Regions from separate parts of the Mus musculus genome. Here region 2 is linked to region 1. The links are chromatin contacts, called in public Hi-C maps. All regions are on one chromosome and are shown on one strand. The core of a region is the stretch at or near the end of the contact, and the rest is flanking DNA. Distances in the headings are between cores, read along the strand shown.

What was found. Hi-C and Micro-C count contacts between places; a contact is called where the count stands out from the background.
Region 2: a contact with region 1 is called in a Hi-C map of cerebral cortex, with 2.5 times the contacts expected there. The contact joins two enhancer-like sites.

The regions. Positions count from the first base shown.
Region 1 is chr2:7,341,587-7,349,454 of GRCm38.p6, reverse strand. It overlaps a transcript of Celf2 not described here. Among named protein-coding and RNA genes, the nearest start is that of 5031426D15Rik, 420 kb to the right of the region's middle. Within about 2 kb of position 2,229, at least 14 of the 459 cell types and tissues checked have an H3K27ac peak or open chromatin away from gene starts, as enhancers often do. A contact at or near this core is called in cerebral cortex, where this site is marked.
Region 2 is chr2:7,524,386-7,531,327 of GRCm38.p6, reverse strand. No RefSeq gene overlaps it. Among named protein-coding and RNA genes, the nearest start is that of 5031426D15Rik, 600 kb to the right of the region's middle. Within about 2 kb of position 1,442, at least 30 of the 459 cell types and tissues checked have an H3K27ac peak or open chromatin away from gene starts, as enhancers often do. A contact at or near this core is called in cerebral cortex, where this site is marked.

The DNA.
Region 1 (7,868 bases), core at 980-3,479:
GTGTGTACACATGTAGTTCCAGTGTTCTGGAGGCTGAGGCAGAAAGATGGCAAATTCAAATCTAGACTGGAATACATAACAGTAACATGTCACCCAAAAAAGAAAAAGAAAGGAAATTGGGGAAGAAGGGAAAGTAATGAGTGGAGAGGAAAGTAGAGGGGGAGCAAAAGTAAAATGTTAAAAAAAATCATATTTTGGTATAGTTTTAAGTATTAGAGTTCATAGCTACTAAACATAACTGACTTAAAATTCTGAAGCAAGAGTGAAAAATCTGCATCCTGGGGTCAGAGCAAAGCAAACAACCAGAAGCTTCATGGAATACATCTCAGAAGTCTAGTATTTAAATCTGAATTCCATACTTGCATGTCATCTTGATATTTCTGACAAGTGCGTGTAGAGATTTTTGACAGTAGGGAAGTTTCCAATGTATTTTTACTATATAAAAAATAAATGTAAAATACATAACTGTGTTTCTAAATTGCTTCTGTTTATTTTAAGAAATAAAACATTCATCGTCATAAACCCCTGCACTTCTGAGCACTGATTGCTCTGTGCTGGGAGCAAGGGGAGCAGCAAATTCTAGTCGACTCTGCAGAGAGAGAATGCAGCTGTTTTTAGTTCTGCTTCTGCAACATCCATGGTGGAATTCAGAATTTACAGAGAGCTGGCTTTTCTCATTTTACTAGCAAAGGAATTGTGAGCTTAATTGCCCTCAAGGGTCTTCTGTAAATTATTTCCATAGATCTAGAGAAAGAAGATGGCAAAAAATAAACATTCAGCATCATTTTTTTTAAGGCAGAAAAAAATTTATCTCCACTGAACTGTGTTCTCCACCTCCACCCCAACCTCTTTGGGGGATCTGAAAGGAGAAGAAGCCTTTCTAGTTCTTTGCACACCTTGCTCATCTATCAGAATCTTACCTCTCTCTCCTTTCTCCCACTCTCTTCCTGATATATTCACTCACCCTGACTGAGCAGGCCTGACCCTTACAGTTCCTTTCTCTCTCCATCTCCTCCACACCACTGGCATCTGCATGCTTAGAGAGAGACCCCATGACCTTCCACCTTGCCTTGATTTGGTGATGAACATCGAAGCTACTGGAATAATCGTGGCGACAACTGTTAGTGATTAATTCTTATCCCCCCCATGAAGCAAAGACCAGTAGCACAATCACATCTGACATTTATTGACTGTTTGCCCTGCCATTATATTTCATTGAGACCCCTTTCACATACTGCAAGAAGGCATCACTACAAGTATTCCTAATGCAGACCTGGTCTGATAAGCCCGAAGTGACAGCAGCTTCCAGCCAGACTCAAGCTGTCTGAGCTCAGAGCTCACACTTTTACCCAATTTAGCATGTTTACCTTCAATAAGAATTTGGGGTCTTGGGAGAGGGGAGAATAAGTAGTATAATTTAAAGAAATTTAAAGAGGGAAGAAATGAATAGAGAGAAGGAATAAGGGAATAAAAGCAAGGGAGGGAGGGAGGAAGGGAGGGAGGGAGGGAGGGAGGGAGGGAGGGAGGGAGGGAGGGAGGGAGGGAGGGAGGGAGGGAGGGAGGGAGGGAAAGTGGATCAGGAAGGTTGTCAGCTATCCATCACCTTGTCTTTGGTCAGCTCAACCACTCAAATAGGAAGTATGATGTTTTGACATGTGACTCTTTCCTGGAGTTCAGGATGACACCAAAACTCGTATTTCACATTTGAAGCCTTGATGCCTTAGTCAAATGCATTGAAGACATCAGCCAGAGTTAATGTCAAGTTGTCTTATGAAATTAGCTCAGTTTGGCGAAGCAGTTTAGACTGACAAGTGTTCACAAGGTAGTCAAAGACAGCAGTGTGGGAGTGTGGTCTTACCTGCTCCAAGAGGCCACCCTGATGCTCAATCAACAAGAGTTCTGAAGGTTTTCCAAAAGCTACCCTTACTACAGCCATTGTGCAGGAGATGCTTGCATTTTGCTGAGAACCAGTAATCCTGCGGAGGAATTATATGGTTAATGTGCTAGAAAGTCTTCATAAAACAGCATTTCCCCTTCCAGCTTTCCAGCCTCCTACACCTGTGCCTGCCAGGTTCCAGTGTGCACACAATGGCCTCCCCAGCACGGTTGGCTTTCACTGCCAATGAAAAAGCAACAAACCATGTCATAACCACCTACGATCTCTCTGAAACCCACCCAGCTGTTTGGACATTCCAACCAAGCATAGCATTTCCTTTGTGTCACTAGGAGACCAGGTGGCTGCAAAGCAATGAGTGGCACCCAGCCCATTCCCTCTCACCACCCTCCTATGCTGCTCCCTTCTCATGTACCAGCTTATTCTCTGTCTCTCTCTCTCTCCTCTCACTGGTACTACTGATATGGAAGTAAGGATTTTGCTTTCTACAGGCACCGTGTTAGATCTAAAATGACCTTAAGATAAATAGTGAGCATTCTTCAACACTTGTAGTTAACTGCATAGGAAAGACTGATATGGGGAATTATGTAAACACTAGATAGCACAAGGTCACATTTTGTCCTACTGGATTGCCACTGTGTTATAGACAAGCTGCTTCTCCTGTCTATAAGAACTCTGGACAGGTCATGGGTCTGCCCATGGGTTTCTTTAGTTTATGGCTTTAGTGGTTTAGTTCTTTGAACTCCAACACTACGGGAGCAAAAATTCTCTCTTATTATCTTGGGCTGCAAAACACTAATGGAGATTCAGTAAAATCTTTAATTAAGCACTAAGTGCTGAGGCATAGAATCTGAAAGAAGCTAATGTTTGCACTTAATATTAGCATTTATTTTCTTCTAATGAACATCAAAGTAGGTACACTGCAGCACAAATGGGTACAAGATAAATGGCTTCCTATTAGGAAAACAGGAGGCCACTTCTAAGTATCAACAAATGGGTGACAGAGGCTGTAAGGGAAGAAAAACAGATGAACTACAAGACAATGTAAATTATCAGTTCTAATGTTATGGAGGTGGCTTTGTGGAAAGCACTTACAAGTGGGGATGGGGTGGGTGGGGCTTGAATTTCTAACCCTAGTATGCACATAAAGACCAGATAAGCAGTGTGAGTATTCATCATCACAGTGCCCTACAGCCAGCAGGGAGGTGATAGACAGAGAATGCTCAGAAGCTTATAGGCTGGCCAGCCTGGTGGCATAAGACAGACATAAGACCGTATCTAGAAAAAGGTAGACACAAAGGATTGACATCCAAGGTTGTCTCTGACCTCCATATATTCACCATGGAATGCTTGTACTTACACTTACACAAACACACACAGATACACACCACATATATCATAAAATAATCAGATAGATAGATAGATAGATAGATAGATAGATAGATAGATAGATAGAGCTGTCCAGAGTTCTTATAGACAGGAGAAGCAGCTTATCTATAACACAGTAGCAATCCAGTAGATAGATAGATGATAGATAGATAGATAGATAGATAGATAGATAGATAGATAGATAGATAGATAGATAGATGTGTGTGTGTGTGTGTGTGTGTGTGTGTGTGTGTGTGTGTGTGTGTGTGTGTGTGTATGTGTGTGTGTGTGATCTGTTGCTAGGTGCTGAGCACAGGAAACAAATAACACAAAAAAATTTAAATAGACAAATATTTGTCAGGAGTCAGACTAAAGCAGTAAGGAAAGGATGAATCAGAGACATCATAATATAAAATAATAATATAGCATAAGAATATAGGGTGAACTGAAGCTTGACATCAACAACAATGTAGGGACAATCTGACATGGATTTAGGGGCTTTAAATAAACACTGAGCTTAGAATAGGATATATATTTCAAAGAAAAAAAAGTCTTTGAGTCATCATTGGCATTTTCTGTGTTTATATGGGGCCTGATCTTTGTACATAAAAGAAATTCTGGTCTGAAATCTGGAAGTAACTGCTTTTCGAAGGTCTTCACTCAGAAGTTTGATTACAATACAGATACACGAATGCTTGGGGAAAATCTTTTATGTAAATTACTGTCACCTAATATTAGGGCTAAACCAGTAAAATAAATTCACAAAGTGAACGCATCTGAATTTTCAGAACAGAAATGACCCATGACATTCTTTCTGGCAGTATTTCTTATAGAGTGTAAGATGTGTCTATATTATTACGGTTTAGGTTAGCATTACAGAAGTTTTGGAACTTCACAAGTCAACAGCTAATTTGACTTCCTAGTGGTAGAAAAAGAAAAAGGAAAACAGTCCTGACAGATGTATCCCATGAAAGCAAAGTGCTGAGAATTAAAGAATGCCTCAAATGTTCCTGTCAGTTCCCATTTTCCTCACAAAGGTCTTCTCATAGATGAAGAATTTCAGGCTGTTCTGCTTATAAATAGGCCACCTCCCAGATGCTGGGCTGCTCCAGACCACAAGGCTTGCCCCAGGTTTTAAGACTAATGAGAATGGTAAGTCAGACCTGCTTAAAACTTCCCTCACTTGGGCTGAACCATAAAGTACCATTCGAGAGACACACACAGGACAAGGATACAGGAAAGAGGTTCTGCCTTCTTAGTTAGTTGCAAAGCACCAGAGACAGTCCCACAGTCCAGTGGAAGTAAATTGTTGCATTTATAGCAGTTCAGATCCTCTAGTTGCTCCATCAGAGTGGGAGTATGGCTGCCCTCATACCTCTATTTACTACAAGCCAATGAAATCTACATCACAATTTCTGACACCATAGACTCTTGTATTAGAATATCCAGTTCCGAGCTGGGAGTAATCCTGAGACCTAGTTGAACAAAATAGATCACTAGGGGTGGAGTTCGGAGTTTCTTGGGCTGGCCTTACTTCCTGTCCCCTCTCCTTCCTGACTATAGACAAAATTCAACCAAACCACTCCATGCTACTGATTCCACGCTTTCCCTGCCATGACAGGTCATGTATCTTAGAACTGTAAGCCAAAGCAGAAACAAACAAAGTAAATGTATCAGTCAGGGTTCTCTGGAATCACAGAACCTGTGTAATGTCTCTATATATTAAAGGAATTTATTGTAATGACTTACGGTCTGTAATTCAACTAACTCAACAATGGGTAGCTGTGGATGGGAAATCCAAAAGTTTGGTAGTTGCACCGTTGATGAGGCCAGTTGTCTCAGCTGGTCTTCTGTATAAGCTGGAATCCTGAAGAGGTAGGCTCCAACAGATGTGCTGGCAAGTAAATGCAAGAAGAGCAAGTCTTCCTCGTTCCAATGTCCTTATGTAGGCCTTCAGTGGAACTCATGGCTCAGATCAAAGGCATGCCACCATGAATCTAGAATTTGCTTTGTCCCAGGTTGACCTTGAACTCAGAAATCTACTCGCCTCGGTCTACTAGGATTTAAGGTGTGGACTACCTTGCCTGGGCCTAAATTTTTCATAATAACTATGCGTCAAGATCCCCATGTCAAGGTCCGGATCAGAAGCCTCAAGATCTGGATCATAGGTGTGCTCTCCAATTCTGGATTGTAGTTCATTCCAGATGTAATCAAATTGAAAACCAAGAATAGCCATCAGAGTAAACATTCGGAGAGTGTTCAATTCTTTTCTTAGAATCTGAAGCTGCTAAATCTTTCACTCCTTCATCTTACCCAGCAGTGACTGAGATAGATGATTGAGCTCAATGTCATTTGTTCACATCACAGAACATGTGATGATCAGCAGTGTAATTCCGACATTTGTTAAATGTAAATATGGATAAATGTAAAGTTTCTATCAGTTTTCACGGGAACAAGAAAGGGCAAGAAGAGCCGTACAAATGAGCTTTTCATAGCTGACATCTTGTATAATGCCTACTGAAGTCACTGCCTACCTGAGATTATCCAGACCATGCATGACCTGGCACCATGACAAGCTTCCCAGGCTATTGGGTAGGTGTCAATAGACCTTTAGCCAGAAAGCACAGAAATATTTTGTGCAAGTACTAGAAGAGCAGAAAAATTCCTATTCCCTCAATGCTTAGGAGCACGTCCTCGAGCCTTCTCTGTCCTAGTCATTCTATGGAGAGCAAAGCCCATGCTGCACTTTAAGCTGCCAGGATGAAATGACGTGCAAAGGGAAAATGGGGCCACGAGCTGAAGGCAAGGGTAAGAGAAGAGGGCATGTGTAATATGAGAACAGCAGCCGGAAAGCCAGAGCACAATATGAGATGCAACCAGTGAGAGAAACAAAGGGCAGCCCGGCAATATTTCACAAATACATTAGGAACAAGACAAAAGAGAATGTGGACCCACTAATTAGGAGGGAGGGAAAACAAATAGCAGATGCATCAGAAGGCTTGAGCTTTTAATACCTATTATGCTCTAGGCTTCACAAAAATGGTTAGCTCTCATCAGAAGCTGAATATAAACCACAGTAATGAGCACATGGGGGGGGGGGGCGTTTCGATGAAAACCAAACAGATTAGTAACTACTTAGTCAAGCTGGATGGTTTCAAATCAGGAACTGACAAAAGTCATGGCACCATGTCATACAAAAGTAGCTTGTGGAATTCGAGTTCCTGTTAAACGTGTTCTTAAAACAGAGGGAAGATTTCAAATGACTAAATAGAAAACAGTGGCAGACAAATGTGGGCAACATGGAGTAAGAAATGGCTGGAAACAAGAATTTGGGCCCTTAGAGGAGAAACCAGGGTCGCCTCTACTATGGGACAGGCCCAATGAGTTAGAGATGGGAAGCCTAGACCCAAAGCAGAGTAGGCAAGACTCTCCAGGGCTGAAGTCAAGGGTAAGTGAGTAGGATATGTGTAAAATGGGAAAATAAGTGGGAAAGCCAGGTGCAGTAGGTAGACAGTCATCTGAGATGAGCTTTTAGGATGTCACATCTAAAATCAGGTCTCAATTAGATGAGAGAACTGAATTATAGGAGGCCAGAGGGAGAGTCAACTCTAGACAGGTGCCTAGGTAGAGTCTAGAAAAGTAAGTCAAGGTTCTAGAATATTTTTATGTTAATAGCTCTCCACCCCTGTTCTAAATCATAGAGCATGCTAAATATGTCATGTGCTCACAGTTTCTTAGGAATCTGTTACAATGGGTACCATGACTATAATTTCTGAGCTCTTCCTTAATACTTTATGGCACTGTTTTGAATAGGCAGAGCAGAATGGAGGGAGAAATGAAAACAATTATAATACACTTATTTATTTATTTATATATTTACATTCAAGGAAGACAGTGTTCTACATTGCCCTGGCTTACTGGTATTCATTATAGCCCCAGCCTACCTCAAACTCATGACAATCATCTTGCATCTGCCACCTAGGTATCCCACATGCCATTACTGCATATTATATTTGGCTATTCAGTTGCTAACTGTAAGATACAAAACCCATACAACTGCTTACAGTTGTTAATAGCGTGTTTTGTTAGTTTATTCCAGTGATATATGATCTTGCAGGCTATATTTTAAAGGGAGTTCTACTTTTTAAAATAAGACATATATTCTTCAGATACGTATTTGTCAAAGTTCCCTAGAGTAACCTAACTTACATAATGTGTATGTGTGGCGGTGGAGTGTTAGGATGATCTACAGGATGTGGTCCACCTAATCCAACAATGGCTGTCTATGGACAGAAGGTCCAAAAATCCAGTAGTAGTTCGATCCACAAGACTGGACATCTCAGCTAGTCTTCAGTATAGATCCCAATCCTGAAGAAGCAGGCTCAAATGCTAGTGAAGGAATGGACTTGCTAGCAAGGTAAGGGCAAACAGGTGGAAAGCAAAAGCTTCCTGCTTCCACATCCATATCTAGGCGTCATGGCTGGACTAGAGCTATGTCCTCTCACATCAAAAGATCTAGATTATAAATGTGTCTTCCCACCTTAAAGATAAGATTGGAAGTACATCTTCCCACATCAAAGCAAGCAAAAGTCCGTGTCACAGGCAT
Region 2 (6,942 bases), core at 193-2,692, 180 kb before region 1:
TTGAGTCTGGTTGAGCCTTTTCAATTCAGTGAAGCTTAAATGAAATTCTTTGCAAGGAACTGGCATTTAGCCTGGGTCATTTATTCATATCTAGAAGGAAAAAAATCAATTATAGTAATCAAATGTGCAAATTTTTTATTGGTATTATTTTGGGTACATATTTTGTGCTGTAATCTATTTTTAATGCCAGGGTGCTAAAGGTTTTAAGGCTGCAGCTGGCCTCTTTGCTTTCTGATGGCTTGTGGCTTTAATTACAGCCCAAGACATAGGAAGGCATGCCTTTTTTTGGTCTATTTTTTTGCAAGCTATAATCACCCCTGGTGATATTCAGAAGCGCACGAGGATCCAGAAGGCTCATTAGTTTGAGACACCTATACTGCACAAAACACTGTGTACAACCTTTTATTCTTTTTATTTTTCTTGTTCCATTGGTTATTTGGATTAAAGCCTGGGGATATAAATAATGTAGATGCTATTATTTAAACTTCTTGTGAGTACAGTGTCTTCGTTTTCCCTTCAGATTAAACCCAGTTGGGCGTCACTCTCTGTGGTTAATTTCAACCCACATTGACTGATGCCTGACAGCTCCACGTAGGATGGTCTCCTTTAATCCTTGAAAAGGGAAAAGAAAAGAAAGAAAGAAATATCAAGCCTGTAGGAGGGCAAAGGGAGGAGCGCTTTATGTAACATCCAACATGTGCCACACAAAGGACAGACATCTGAGGGCCATTACTCAATGTGTCTTTTTGTTAGCCTCTTTGCTCACTGGCGCACAAACATCAGTTTCTACAGAAAATAAGGTGCAGTCTTTACCTCACAGGGTCCTGGGGTTTTGTCTGCCATCTTCTCTGTGAACGCTTCCTCTGTCATTTACAAACGTGCCTTCAGAGAGATATTTCAGAGCCTTTCGTTCTGTCCCTATTCTTTTCTCTTGTCATTTATATGGCACACTTCTATCTATTATGTTGACAGTTCATAATGCTATAATTGACTATTGGTAATAATACAAGGAAAGGCAGGGAAAGAGTATGGCAGAGACAGAAACAGGAAGACAGACAGAGAGAGAGAGAGAGAGAGAGAGAGAGAGAGAGAGAGATTTTAATTCAAAGTTGAAATGTTCTTTTTTTTTTTTTTTTTTTTTTTTTTCCTCCTCTATGGTCTAGAAACTGTGCTTTCTTCTGTTAAGCTAAATAAAAACTTTCTCAGGAGAGCAATTGAAGTCGAAGGAAGCTCAGCCTTCAGTCGCTCTGCTAGGAAGTGGAAATGAAGTTGCTCAGCCCCGTTCTCAACTTTATTTACTCTAAAAGGTGGGCAATTTTCTCTTAGAATCAATTGTATTTGGAGCTGCGTGGCTCTCTCAGAGGAAGATGGATCTGTACTCAGGAGCAGAGAGAGGAGGAGGGCTCTGTTCAGGATCCTTGTGGCTGAGGGCTGAGAGATGAGCTGAGTTACAGAGAGGCACTACAGCATATGGATGTATAAACACAGAAATCGTCTGGCAAGACACAGACATGCTGACTCATGCTTTTGTCCATGAATAGCGAGTCACTATTGGGAAAGTAAGAAAGCTGGAAGTCCCCTCTCGGGAGCAGTAGGAGCTCACAGTGCCCAGAGGATCGAAGTCATGTCCTCCTCCTTGCCCACTCTGCCCCCATTTGTACATCAGGTGGGAACTCTCCTCCACTGGCTCTCCCACCAAAGCAGATGCCTAGCTGGGAATGGAACAGCATTTGAGGAAGACACCTATCCTACCCAAGGCTCCATGTTAGCTGAGTATGCTGTTAGTTAAGTAATTGTCCCTATAGTCTTAACTCTCTGATCCTTATGACCACTCTTGCGCAATGAACTCGAAGCTTCCTATTTGGCTCAAGCTCTATTCTTACAAACTTTTGCACTTAGAATAACAGAAAGCCACTGCCTCCTAATTAGCTTCACTGAGAGACACCCTTCTTAGGATTCTAGCAAATCCACCTTGAGGGTTTTTTTTTTTTTTTTTTTGATTTTTTTTGTTTTTTCATTTCTCTAAGGATTCTTTGGTACAGCAATGACATGGGTAGAATTGTATCTCTGTTGGGTCCCCATAGTCCCATGTTTCAAAAAGCTTAGGGAAAACACAAATTCTAGAGTTCCAACCCAGTCAAAGAAACATAGTGAAATTCTGTCTCAAAATAGAGCCACAACAAATATTATACATTTTTCTTTATCAAATACTATATTAAACACTAATGCAAAACTAATTTTCAAAAGCAGACCCTACAAAAATCAGGTATTCATGGATGTTTTTGTATTTTTGTAGACCACTTTTAAAATGCTTATCATTGTTTTTGCAGAATAGACTGGACTAAAACAGTTTTCATTTTACCTTTTCAGTGATTAAAGCTAGGTGTTTGCATAGAATGGAAATCCTTAAAATTTTATCCCATGGCATATGAATTTTGAGAAGCTATACTTTATGTTAAGATTATGCCCAGAATAAATCTATTGTCTTAAAAAAAAAAAAAGAATCAAATAGGCAGGAGCAATTCTGGTTCAGGAATTTTGACTGTGGGTTAGTAACCCTTTCCCTCTATTTGAGATTCTGTCTATCTACTGGAGGTGGTCTCTTTCCCCATTGTTGGGCATTTTAGCTAAGGTCATACACACACACACACACACACACATATCCAAGGAATCAGAAGATCAGCTATCTCAACTAACCCAGATCCCTGGGAGTTCCCAGAGACTGAGTCACAAACCAGACAGCATACATGGGCTGATCTGAGGCCCCTGTCACATATACAGCAGAGGTCTACCTGATCTGGCCTCAGTGGGAGAAGGTCACTTAATCCTTGAGAGCCTTGAGGCCCCAGGGAAGGAGGAGGCCTGGTAGTGGGGGAGCAACTTGCTTCTCTGAGGCAAGGGGGAGGAGGAATAAGATGAGGAACTGTGGCAGGTGGAGGGAGGGGAGCAGCTACTGGAATATAAATAAATAAAATAATTTAAATAAAAAAGAATAAACTAAAACTGTCTTTAGCTATATACATACAAAGCTCACTCTGAATGATTCACTTCCTCCATTAAGGCTCCCTCAGCACTCCATAAGTGCTGAAAGTACCATACCCTCCTTAAGTAGCAGCACTAGCAGCAGAAAGAGCAACTGGATACCAAGTATTTAAATACATGAAACTAAGGCCAACATTCATCATTCAAACCACAACAAAAACAAAGTAAACATAAGCAGCAACAACATAAACAGCAGATAAAATCATTAGATGCAAGTAAAATCTCAACAGGCGAGTCCAGCACTCAAAAACTGTTTGATAAATATTAGCTTACAGAATTGGCATTGTCAAATGTCTTCTGTTGTCACAAAGAGCTCAGAGCTGAAACCCTACAGACACCTGTTGAGATCTCTTCTCTGCCATGTGATCATAAGTAACCTTTAAAATTAATGGAACCTGCTTCTCGGTGGTAAAGCAAAGGAAGTCACACCGGGTTCCTATGCCATTACAGGGACATCTAGCATGTACTTCCTGCCTCCCTCTTTGCACTAGTGTTCTCTTCTGACTGATTAGCATGTTGATTCCTTAAATATCTTAATTATTCTTATGATAAACTTACTACTGTGGCTCTAACACATGTATACAATTTCCCCTATCTCACTATCAGGTTTTTCTTTTTTTCTGTAAAATGTTCTTTTCCTTTATTCAATTTTGAGGAAAATGATGTTTGTTGGATGCCAGAATTCCTGGAATATCGTATGGAAAGTAAACAACCATTCACACATCCCCTTCAGGTCTCAGTGCTTGCAAAGGTTACTAACAACAAAGGTGAGTCCCATGAGATGTCCTGGCATGAAGAAGGCCTGCTCACTCTCACATGGAATGGCGCTGAAGGAAGATGTCTTTAAAGCACCTATAACCTTAAGACTACTCTTTCCCCTTTGTTCAAGATACATCTTTTTGACAGGGCATGAAGTGCTGGAGATGTTCTGTGTCTCTTGTTCCCAATTTATATTTGGATTTTTTTTTTAATTCATCAATCCTCAACATGTTTCTAATCCCTTTGTTAAGTTTTCAGTCTCCCGCAGTTGCCAATGGTGGAATTATTTGTGTCAAAACTGCCCCTTTCAGATTGGCTAACTTGAAGATCAGAGCATTCTGCACAAGAAAAGGCTTCCTGGCTCAATGTGTCAGCTCCTTTTCATGTAGCTAGATCTTTCAATTTGTAGCATAACCCCTGCAGCACTGGAGAGAAAGGATGGTGTGTCTGAAATGCTGAACTGCGGTCACCCCTGCCTACCATTATATTTCCACGGGCATTTCTATAAAAAGCTGCCAAACCAAGGGCTCTGAGATCTGACACCTGGAATGGCTGCAATTGCTCAAAGGCACCCCTTTCCCCAGCTCTTGCTGATCTGACCCCATCCCTTCCTGTCTTTCAACACACATCCCATAGCTCTATATTTAGGTGGATGACCACAGACGCCCACGCAGCCACCAGACACTTCTCACTCTTTTCTGGACAGCTTCTCTTGTGAGCCTGATGCCAACTCCGAAGAACTCCATTTCTGTCTCAGCTGAAACACTTACCGAGTGAGAGTAAGATACTGTTTTGGAGCTCTCTGATGGCTTCACTGTCTGTAAAATAATAAACAATGGTGAACTGATGCCTGCCAGGCATGGGGCTGAGTGCATTAAGAATGTGGCTGTATTCGTGTAGAAATTTCCTTAAATCTTTTAAGGAGGCAATCATTTTATATTTTGAGAATATAATTACATCGCTGCCCTTCCCATTTCCATCCCGAAAAAAAAGGCCATATATGGTTTATCCTATCTTTGCTTTCATTCAAATTGATGACCTCTTTTTACATTGACAGCCATTATATACATTTGTGTATGTATATATGTATACACACACACAGATACACACAAACACACACATACACACACACACACACATATATATATTTTTTTTTTCATTCTTAAATACACCAATACAAGCTGCTCAGTTTGTATAGTTGTCCTTGTATCTGTGGCTTCAGAACTGACTGTTTGGTGTTGGATAGCCAGTTGTTGTGCTCTTCCCAGGAGAAGGCTATTTTTCCCACTTGCTGCCTTCCTTGATTGACTGTAGATTTTGTTCACAGTGGAGGCCTTAGAAGCTTTCCCTTATGCACATTAGCATATCAATAGATTTCCTCCCGGGTCATTTAACACCTAGGCAGTCATGTTCATGAGATTCTATGGTATTGCTTTACATATTGCTAAAACAAAACAAAACAAAACAAAACAAAAACATAATCTTACAGCAAATTCTCTGGCTCTTACAATATTTCTAGCCTCTCTTCAACAATGTTCCCAAGCCTTAGTTGCAGGAGTGTTCTGCAGAAGTATACATTGGTATTGGGCTCCATAGATCTGTGATATGATTAGTTATAGTTTTCAGTAATGGTCCCCTTCTGTTGCAAACTATTCTTGACAAATGGTGAAGAGTAGACTTAACTGTAGTTATAAGGGAAATATTTAGAGTATAATTAGGGGTATCCTGTTTTAATCAAATGATGGTTAGAGGGTCCCTCTAAGATCCATGACTTCTCACTAGCCTTACATAGTTGGCTAGGTGTCCAGTACCAGTAGGAACTTTTCCTTTCTTGAACGAGTCTCAAGTGCATTAGAGAGTTGCTACTTACTGCCCAGGTCTGTGTACCACTACAGCACCCTTGAGGTTTTCGTGGCATGCTAGTCACTGTGGTGGTTCACTGGTGACTATTGGTTGCTTCCCCCACTTGGAGGCCTTCTAGTACTACAACAGCTTGTCCTCAGGCAGGAGGCTTTAGGTCAGTGGCTGAAATGTATGAGGTGGCTGAAGTGCCTGGTGTCTTCAGCAATCAACCCTTATCCTTCACTTCAGAGGGATGAGAAGAGATAACAAGGACAATAGCAATAACCTGTAATATGTTGAAAATTTCTTGGACAACCCTGACTAATGATTCAATAGTGCTTCTCATGCCTCGTATGGGTCTTGTGGTGGTGGTAGTGGTGGTTGTTAGAATTTCTTTGACTCATGAAAGTAACAATGTCATTCCTAGATGAAAAATTTCCTTTAACCTACATATACACAGATTGACATGTATTATAGGCACGTGTAGGTGGATAGTTGATAGTATGAGCTTCCTTATGAGCTTCTCAGAAACCCTTGGTGTTGCTTTAATCTCATCCTTCCCTAATTAAACCACCATAGTATAATACCATTTCCTCCAGATCACTTGTCCCTACCCCAACCCTGACTATGGTCCCTTTTAATGTCCTAATTTCTGGAGTTATTCGGTTATATCTTCATATCTGAATGAGGTTTGATTTTCTGCTTCTCTCTTAGCTCACTCATTGTGATCGTTTCTGCTTCTGTTTACTTGCAAAGATCATCGAGGTTATATTTTTCTTTATAGCTGAATGGTATTCCATATTGCAGAACTATCACATTTGTGTTATCCATCCATTGGGTCTTTTGAGGGACACTTAGGCTGTCTTTATTTGCCAGATATAGTAAATAGAACAACAAAGAACATGGCTGAGCAAGTATCTGTGGTGTATGATGACAAGCCGTTTAGGCATATGCCAAAGAGTGGTATAGCTGGGTCATGTGGTAGATTTATTTTAGTTTTTCTGAGGAACTTGCTGTATTGATTTACACAGTGGCTACCCCAGTTTACAATCTCCCCAATAGTGAAGAAGTGTCACCTCTTCCTTCAGTTGACTTCAGCCTTTGTTCTCAGTTGTTTTGTTGATTGTTGCCTTTCTGAGCTTTGCAGTTAAATTGTTAAAGTAGATGAATATTTTTTCCACAATCTACTTGGAAATCAGGTATTTTTGCAAAAGAGAAAAATCAAAGGATATTTTCCCAAGTACTCAATGGTAACTTTGCAATTTGATCTCAGAGCTTGTGAGGAATAACTGTGTTTAG